2 separate regions of the Macaca mulatta genome follow, and region 2 is linked to region 1. A link is a contact called in public Hi-C data. All regions are on one chromosome and are shown on one strand. Each heading gives the region's core, a stretch centred on a gene start, on an enhancer-like site or on the middle of the called end of the contact. The rest is flanking DNA. Distances are from core to core; before and after follow the strand shown. Region 1 holds the start of RNF126 (ring finger protein 126). Region 2 holds the start of PTBP1 (polypyrimidine tract binding protein 1).

Region 1 (4,684 bases), core at 1,490-3,989:
AGGCTGAGGCAGGAGAATCGCTTGAACCCGGGAGGCGGAGGTTGCAGTGAGCTGAGATCGCACCGTGGCACTCCAGCCTGGGCTCCATCTCAAAAAAAAAAAAAAAAAGAAAAGAAAAGAAAAGCAGGGGCAGGAGAGGGGACTTGGGGAAGGACTACCCGCAGAGGGAATGGCCTTGCAAGGTCCCAAGGTGGGAAACTGCTCAACCCACCCAAGGCGGCCAGTGAGGCTGGAGAGGGGTCAGTGAGGGGCAGGTGACTCAGGGCAGGCAGCAGAGCATAGGGAGGGCTGAGGAGGTTCAAGGGGTCCTCACGTCTGCCCCGAGCCAACGGAAAACCCTCAGGTTCTGCCACCTGCTCAGAGAGGTTAAGCCACTTGCCCAGGGACACACAGCCAGTTCGTGGTTTGGTGTCGTTTTGAACCAGGCCTGCTGCTCCTTCTACACTTCTGCAGGGCGAAGGCTGGTGCAGGGGCTGGGTCTGGGAGGCCTGGTGTTGAATCTGCAAGCCTTGCTCCTCCCCGGCCTGGGGTTTTCCTGGATTCCTAGGGACGGGGCCCGTGCGCTCTCTGGTGGTCAGAGCAGGAATGACTGGATTCTCGCTGCTGAAAAGACGGACAGGAAGGAGGCTCAAGCCCGTCCCCAACCTCCGACATTCAAAACCCTAAATGCAGGGCCGGGCGCGGTGGCTCACGCCTGTAATCCCAGCACTTTGGGAGGCCGAGGCGGGCGGATCACAAGGTCAGGAGATCGAGACCACGGTGAAACCCCGTCTCTACTAAAAATACAAAAAATTAGCCGGGCGCGGTTGTGGGCGCCTGTAGTCCCAGCTACTCGGGAGGCTGAGGTAGGAGGATGGCGTGAACCCGGGAGGCGGAGCTTGCAGTGAGCCGAGATCGCGCCACTGCACTCCAGCCTGGGCGACAGAGCGAGACTCCGTCTCAAAAAAAACAAAACAAAACAAAAACAAAAACAAAAAAAAACCTAAATGCAGGACGGGCTTGGTGATTCACGCCTGTAATGCCAGCACTTTGGGAGGCCGAGGCGGGCAGATCACCTGAGGTCAGGAGTTTGAGGTCAGCCTGGCCAACATGGCGAAATCCCTTCTTTACTAAAAATACAAAAATTAGCCAGGCGTGGTGGTGCCCGGCCTGTAATCCCAGCTACTGGGGAAGCTTAGGCAGGAGAATCACTTGAACCCGGGAGGCGGAGGTTGCAGTGAGCCGAGATCGTGCCATTGCACTCCAGCCTGGGCGACAGAGCCAGACTCCATCTCTAAAAACCAAACAACAACAAAACAAACAAACAAACAAAAAACCCTTCAATGCACAGGCTCCAACTCTTAATTCCTCAACAGTCTGGCTCCAATGCCTCACTTTGCAGGAAGTCCAACTCCAGTCAAATCCTGTTCATCCCTCAAAACCCTGGTTCCAATGTCCTTTCCCCTCGGAAGCCCTTTCTCTCTCCCGAGGCAGAGCTGGGGTCACCCCTGAGTCCCATACTCTGGTCCAATCTCATGGGGCCGGGGGTCTCTGCGTGCCTTCAGCATAGGGTCTGGTATGCAGTAGGTGCTCAATGAGCGTTGAGTGAATAAAGAAATACATGCATGAGGCCGGGTGCGGTGGCTCACGCCTGTAATCCCAGCACTTTGGGAGGCCGAGGTGGGCGGATCATGACTCAGGAGTTCGAGACCAGCCTGGCTAAATATAGTGAAACCCCGTTTCTACTAAAAATACAAAAATTAGCCAGTGTGATGGCACACACCTTTAGTCCCAGCTACTCGGGAGGCTGAGGCGGGAGAATCGCTTGAACCCAGGAGGTGGAGGTTGCAGTGAGCCGAGGCTGTGCCATTGCACTGCAGCCTGGGTGACAGAGTCAGACTCTGTATAAAAAAAAAAAAAAAAACAAATACATGCATGATTGGGCCAGAACGAACCTCAGACATGATCCTGGCCTGCGCTGGGTGTTGATACCGTGTCTACTGATTAAATTTGGAAGTGGGGGTTAGGTTTCCTGCCCTCTCCGCACCCGGGAGGCCCCTGGGCCGTCAGCCTCCGGAGCATCTTGGAAACAGGGCCACAAGCCACGGACCTCAGCCTCTATCTGACCCCACGGGTCCCAGCCAGGCCCAGGCAGCGCCCTGAGCCCCTGTCTGCCTGTATTCCGCAGCGCTGAGGGAATGCCTGCTGTGTGTCAGTCGCTGCTGTGGGTCCAACAATCCCTTCGCTGCGCAGCTGACCTGACGGTGCCACGGGGCAGGAGGGCAGCAGAGGAGCCCTTGTAAGCTGACATTTGAGCAAAGACCTGGAAGAAAGCCACGTGGGGGTTGGGGGAGCGCTGCACCGGGAGGGGGCGGGGAGAGGGCGCCTGGCGAGCCCCAGGAACAGTGGGGACAGTGGGCTGAAGCACCATGAAGGGAGAAGGCGATGAGGTAGGGAAGCACTGAGGGACACGAGGACCCTGGCAGCTTCGGGAGACTAGGAGGGCCTCGGCTCCATCTCGCGCAGGCCCCGCTCCTCGTCTCTTCCGCCGCCTGGACTTGGCCCCGCCCCCGTCGGAAGCCCCACCCCCGCTGGAACCCCGCCCCCGCCCGGAGCCCCGCCCAACGGCCGGGCCTATTTTGTCTCTCAGCGGCCACCGTCGCCCTGTCCGCGGCCGGCCGAGTGCGCAGCCTACGCCGCTCCCGCGTCCGCTCTCCGCCCCGCGTGCCGTGCGTGCCGTGCGTGAGCGTGCGCGGGCGCGTCGGCCGGCGAGGGAGCAGCAAACGGCCGGCGGCGGGCGCCGCGCGGGGGGCGGGCGGCGCGGAGTAGGCGGCGGCGGCCATGGCCGAGGCGTCGCCGCAGCCCGGACGGTACTTCTGCCACTGCTGCTCCGTGGAGATCGTCCCGCGCCTGCCGGTGAGGCCCGGGCCAGGGCGACGGGCGACAGGGTCTGTGCCACAGGCCTGAGGCAAGGCCGAGGCCGGGGCCGGGGTGGGGGTCGCTTGCGCGAGCTGGCCAAGATAGGGAAACTGAGGCTCGGGGCAGCGCCGGCCCAGGCTGGATCCGCGGGGAACCCGGGCGGTGCGGGCGCGAACCCCGTCCTGCACATGCGGGAAACTGAGGCCTGGGCGGGAGGCGGGGCCTGGCCGGAGCGGCGCAGCGGGATCGCGGCTGGGTGACCCCACATCCGCGGCGTTCCCGACCCGAGAGGCCGCGAGGATCCCAGGTGGGACCTCCGAGTCCGGTGAGCCTGGTTTTGCAAACGGAGAAACTGAGGCCTGGCGAGCAGAGAGAGGGTATTGCTCGGTGGCGCGGCGCAGGGCAGGGGCCAGGCCTGGCGGGGCCTGGAGGAGGGGATGGCGGGGCTCGGACCCCGAGAATAACGCCAGGGGACCCCCGCCGAGCGCGTGGTCTGGGGCGCCGGCGCCTCGCTGCAGGTTCGCCTTGTGGAGCCCTGGCCGCCGCCTTGGAGGCAGGCCCAGGCCCGGGAGGCTCCAGGCACCGTCCCGGGGTCCGAGCGCGGCCCGCCGGCGGGGCTTTGTGACCGGAGCCTGCGTTCTTCCCCTACCGGGGCTTGGCCGGGCAGCCCCCTCCTCCTCGAGGTGTTTACAGCCACCCCTCGCCCGGGAGGACCCTGGGCCTGGGCGTTCCGAGTGCTACTTCCTGCTCGTTCAGGGCAAGGTTCCCCACGCGGCCCTGATGTCACCTTGGGGGAGGTGGGAGCTGTGCTGGTCGGACGTGCTATTTCCAGGCCCCTTTTCCAGGGTTTCGGAGTCAGTCGGTGTGGAATGGGCTCAGCAGTCTGTATTTTTAATATTATTTTTAGGAACACGGTCTCCCTGTGTTGCCCAGGCTGGTCTTGAACCCCTGGGCTCAAGCGATCCTCCTGCCTCAGCTTCCCAAAGCGCTGGGATTACAGATGTGAGCCACCGTGGCCGGCGGTGGTCTGCATTTTTAACCCGTGTTCCCCTTCCCCAGGCTGACGTGGGAAGTGGTGATTTAGTCGAGCCACGCCTGCTTGATAGATGGGGAAACTGAGGCCTGTGGTGGCTCAGCAGGAAAGGGGCAGAGCCGGCTCAGTCCGGAGCCGCTTGACGAGCTTGAGGGGAGCAGCTGCAGGAGGTGGAGGGGTCTGGACTCCCCACCCCGTGCCCAGGGGAAGAGACTGCAGGCATTGAGGATTTACTGTGCTGTGTGCGTTGCCGCCTGGCTGTTGCTACGCTTTGACCCCTAAGGGGAGCCCAAGCCCCCAACAAGCAGTGCAGAGACCCAGGAAGGGGCTGGAGGGAGTCGGGAGAAGCCGCCTGGCTGGGGTCACAGAGGAGAAACGAGTGCTAGAGTGGGGCATGGCAGGACAGCGGTGCCAGGCCCAGAAGTGGAGAGAGAGGTGTGGTTTCCTCTCTACTGAAGCCACCGGGTTTCCCCTCCCCCGCAGGAGGAACAAATAAAGTGAAATCTCGGATGTGGGGTGAAGGCTCTGGGGCTGAGACTGAGCCTTGCCTTGCTCCTCTGTCTCCCAGGGGTCTCGCTCGCTTCCTGTCCCCACTGGCCGTGACAGGAGGGGCTGGTTGCCTGACAGCCTGCCTGCCTGGGTGAGTTGCAGGGCAGCCCCTCGCAGCCGCTGTGAGCCGTGGGACAGGCCCTGGGAGGCCCCCGGGAAGGCCGAAGTGGTGGCTGTGGCGGGGGGGCCGACGCTGCCCTGACC
Region 2 (4,684 bases), core at 1,150-3,649, 130 kb before region 1:
CCAACTCCAGATTCCAGACCAACCACCCAACTCCAGATTCCAGACCAACCACCCAACTCCAGATTCCAGACCAAACGCACGGGGCACTGGAGCCGGGGCTGGAACCCTCCCACCCAACTCCAGATTCCAGACCAAGGGTAGTGTGCCCCTTCGGAACAGCAAGGCGCTCTCCAGCCAACGCAGCAGCGCTGGGGGGTGGCCCCCGGGGTCGGCACAAGGTCAGAGGAGCGTCACGGAGAAGCAAAGTGAGAAGTGCCTACCTTTGTACCAACGGCTATATCTGGGACAATGCTGTAGAGAGAGAGAAAGGAGACAACGTTAGCCCGGTGGCCGCTCAGCAGCAGGCGCGCCCGGCTGTCCCGGGGCCAGGAGAGCCCGCAGGACCCTGCAGCCGCCACCTCCGCGGGGCTCCCTCTGGCTGCGCGAGGCCCCGCTAGAGAAAGCTCAGAAGGGCAGGGAAGTGAGCCGTCCACTTGACTGCAACTTGAAAAGGGGCCACCATTGTCCTGCGGCGCCCCTCCCTCCCAGCAGGACCCTAGGCCCCACCTCTGGACCAGGCTCCACAAGTCCCAAGACAAAGACACGCCCCTCGGAAGCCCCAAGGATGCTAGACGCCGCTGAGAGGGTTCGAGGGCCGCTGTGTGCTTTCCAGAAAGTTGGAAACGCCTGAGAAAGGCTGAAGCCGGCAAACTCCCAGGGCTGGGCCAGAGCTTCCGCCCGGATGGGGGTGGCCCCCCCAAGAGGGTGCCTCTCATCAGAGTGGAGCCCCATCCACCGAGGGCGGGTGGCGGCCGTAGGAACCGTCCATAAAAATAAAAATGAACAGACCAACCAGAACACAGCCTCAGTTACTGATCAACCCGAGCCCTGCCCGACCCGACTCTCCCTCCTCGGGACACCTCGGGGGGAAGGTGGGAAGAAAGCTGGGCGGCCCGAGGCCCCCCCTTCAGCCCCGGCCAGCTCCCGACCCAACAGGGAGCTCCCCACGGCGCCACTGCAACTCCCGGCGGGGGCCTCAGTGACTCGGAGCGCGCGTCGGAAGGAAGCGCAGCCCCCGGACCTGCCTCACTCCGGGAGGCGAGTGCGCGGCCCCAAGCCCGCGGCGCCGGGACGAGAGCGGGAAGCCCCGGCTCGCCGTCTGCAGGACCCACCTGCCCCGACGCATGCCAAGGGCTCCAGACCCACTCTAGGGCCGCGCCTCCTCGCTGTGACACCACGGACTGCACGGAGCACGTCCTAACAGACTTTTAAATGTAACTGGGCCCAAGAAAAACTTCTCAGGAAAACGGAAAGAATGCGAAGCATCTCCCGCCTCTCCCGCTTCCTATTCCCAAGGAGGGCCTCGCGCAGGAAGCGCTCGGCGGGACACGGCCTTTCTGGAGGGGCTCCCACCCCTCCCAGGGGAAGCCCGCCCCGCAAAGCCGCCCGGAAAGGCTGCCGCAGCCAGAGAGCCGGAAAGGCCCTCCCCATGACGGCGCCCGCGGGGGTCCCTGGAGAGGACCCTCCGACCCCGGGGAGGCCGCCTCTCTCCTGAGATCGCCGAAACCCTTGGCCACGGCCCAGGGCGCACGGGGGGCAGGGCGGGGAGCGCAGACCCTCCAGCCCGCGGCGAGGCCCCGGCGCCGGCTTTCCCTCCCGGCGGCCGCCCTAGCCCCGCCTGCGCTTCCGGGGCTGCGCCGGGGGCAGAGTCCGGGAGGCGGGAAAGGCGCGCGCCCCCGACGGCAGCCGCGCACGCGCGCTGGGGCCAACGGGGACGCGCGACGGGCTACGCAGGCGCACGAGGAGCGCGGACGGGAGGCGGGAAGGGCCATCCAAGCGGGCGCGCAAGGGCCGGACGGGAAGCGGGAAGGGCCGCGCGCCGCCGAGGCGGGGCAAAGGCGAAGTGCGGGGCCGCGCGCGGAGGGGGAGGGGCGCGGGAGGCCGCGTGCGCTCGGGACGGGGCGCGCGGGGGCCGGAAGCGGGCCGGGCGGGGGACGGGAACGGGGACGCGGCCAGATCCCCGGGAAACCCCTGGCCCGCCCCGAGCCCGCGCCCGCCACGCGGAGAGGAAGGGGAGAGCCCGCCGCCCCTCCCGCCCGGGCGGCGGCGAGATCGGCGCCGGGGAGGCCGGCGCGGCGGCGGGGGCAGGGCTGCAGCGCGGGGAGGGCGGCGGGGCGCGGGGCGAGGTGCGACTCACCCGTCCATGGCACACAGAGCAGACCCGCGGGGGACGGAGTGGAGGCGCCGGAATAGCAGGAACCGACCCAACGGCTCCGAGTTATAGACTCACAAAATGGCGGAGACGCCCGCACACGTCCCCCGCGCGCGCTGCCCATTGGCTCTCGCCGCAGCCCGGGGGCGGGGAGAGCCCCGCGGGCCCCCGCCAGCGGCTCCCACTGGCCAGAATGTCTCCCGGGGGCGGGACTCAGAGGAATCGAAGGCGCCTATTGGCGGAGGCGGTCATTCGTCAAGGCCGAAGGCGGAAACGGCCTATGGAGTCGGGGGAGGGAGAGAAAGTGGGCGCACGTGACGGCGTCTGAGCCAGTGAGCAAGCCGCCGTCTGGCGCGTGGCTTTGCGGGAGACGCCATCTTGAGATTGGGTACGTGGCGAGTCAGGCGGAGGGAAGCGTGCTTGGCCCAGGCTGCCGCCATCTTGCAAGTGGGCAGGACCCCCCGGCCTGGGCCATGAGGGCAAAGGGAGTCGCGTCGCCATCTTGGAGTCGGGCAGGAAACCCGCAGGGCTCCATGTTGCTTGTGGGCACATGGCCAAAAAGTCCGATTCAAACTGAGCGTTCACGTCTGGGTGATCGCGCGGGGAGGGAAAGGCCGCGTCGCGTCCCGGACTCGCCAGGGCTGTTTCCACAGTGGCCACAGAGACTGCGGACGCGCCATGATTCAGGGTCACCCCCGACCGTCCTTTGTTCGCCCGAAACAGCGAATCCCGACTGCGGGGATAGGGAAACTGAGTCCCGGGCCCCGCACAGTCCGCGGCCGCCAGCCTGCAGCTGGGGAAACTGAGGCCTGGACCTTGTATAGTCCGCCGCCAACGGCCTAAAGCTGGGGAAACTGAGGTCCGGGCCACACACAGTCGATGGCCTCCCCGCCTACAGCTGGGGAAACTGAGGCCCAGGCCCTGTACAGTCCGAGGCCGCCCACCTACAGCTAGGGAAACTGAGGCCCAAGCCACACACAGTCCACGGCCGCCCACTTACAGCTGGGGAAACTGAGGCCCAAGCCCCGTACAGTGCACAGCCCACCGACCTACAGCTAAGGAAACTGTGGCCTGGACCTTGTATAGTTCGAGGCTGCCACCCTACGGCTGGGGAAACAGGGCCGGGCCCAGCAGGGTCACCAGGAGGTTCCCTGCCTCACGGGCCACCATCCCAGCATCAGAAAACACCCCAAAGTATATGTTCCCGGGAGCGCTGATCGCATGAAGAGTCGGACAGAGCTGTAGGGATGCCCGTCAGGGAAGCCAGGTCAGCAGCTTGGGAGCCACCCCAGGGTGAGGGGATGACCCCAGCCCTCCACACCTGGAACCCAAACGGGGCTGTGGTTGAAAGCCTCAGACGGTGGGCATCCGGCTGGCGCAGTTCCCAGCCCGGAGTCCACGCTGCTCCCTAAATAGACTTAGTGAGATTTCGTCCATACTCAAAAGGGTTTTTCATTGGCAGCAACCTACGGAGGGAGAAGACATGACAATTCTCCTTTCCCCAAATCCAAACGAGCCCAGCGCCCTGCCCCTCCAGCGTGTTTCAGGCCGGGGCCTGGTGTGGGCCCAGGAGACTTGGAGCCCCGCCGGGCATCCGGAGCCAGAGGATTCCAGCCGGGATTAGGGGTGGCCGCCGAGCTCCGTGGCGAGGTCCTTTGGCCTGAACCAGCCGGTCAACGGAGACTCACCAAGAGCCGTCTGCAGCCCATCTGGGAGAAGCCCAGCGTGTTACTGTGGATTTGCTCCCCTGGAGACCCCCATCCTCACACCACCAGAGCAAGTCGCTGCTGTCTGTTCTTGGGGTGCCTGGGATGGGCCCCATCCTGAGCACAGACAGGGAGGGGCCAGGGGTCTGAGTGGCAGCTGGCAGTGGTAGAGACCAGCAGGTTCCAAGCCCCGGTCTAACCCATCGGAATTGTGTTAAAACCCACTTCCGATCGTGGCCCCACCAGGGCTCCTGTCTTGCTCCAAGTATAAGCCCAAGGCCACCCTTTACCCAGCAAGGCTCACATCACCAGCCACCCGTCCAGTTCCTTTTCTTATTTTTATTTTTTTTAAGACAGTGTCTGGCCGGGCTTGGTAGCTCACACCTGTAACCCCAGCACTCTGGGAGGCCAAGGCGGGTGGATCACATCTGAGGCCGGAGTTTAAGACCAGTCTGGCCAACATGGAGAAACCTTGTCTCTACTAAAAATACAAAAATTAGCCGGCTGTGGTGGTGCATTCCTGTAACCTCTGCTACTCAGGAGGCTGAGGTAGGAGAATCGCTTGAACCCGGGAGGTAGAGGTTGCAGTGAGCCAAGATTGCGCCATTGCACCCCAGCCTGGGCAACAAGAGTGAAACTCCATCTCTAAAACACAAAAACGAAAACAAACGCTTGTCATCCTAGCACTTTGGGAGGCCGAGGCAGGCAGATCACGAGGTCAAGAGACTGAGACCATCCCGGCCAACATGGTGAAAGCCCGTTTCTACTAAAAATACAAAAATTAAGG

What was found. A called contact is a pair of places that touch in the nucleus more often than the background predicts.
Region 2: a contact with region 1 is called in a Hi-C map of fetal cortex germinal zone, with 2.3 times the contacts expected there. The contact joins the promoter of PTBP1 here to the promoter of RNF126 in region 1. A contact is called at or near these places in 2 of 14 Hi-C or Micro-C datasets (fetal cortex germinal zone and liver).

Annotation. Positions count from the first base shown.
Region 1 is chr19:1,316,207-1,320,890 of T2T-MMU8v2.0, reverse strand. RNF126 (ring finger protein 126) reads left to right here and starts at 2,739. Exons shown (of 9, transcript NM_001261265.1): 1 at 2,739-2,895. The coding sequence starts at 2,821. The region is part of intron 1 of PALM (paralemmin); the gene reads right to left.
Region 2 is chr19:1,448,439-1,453,122 of T2T-MMU8v2.0, reverse strand. PTBP1 (polypyrimidine tract binding protein 1) reads right to left here and starts at 2,399. Exons shown (of 13, transcript XM_077978778.1): 1 at 2,177-2,399. The coding sequence starts at 2,315.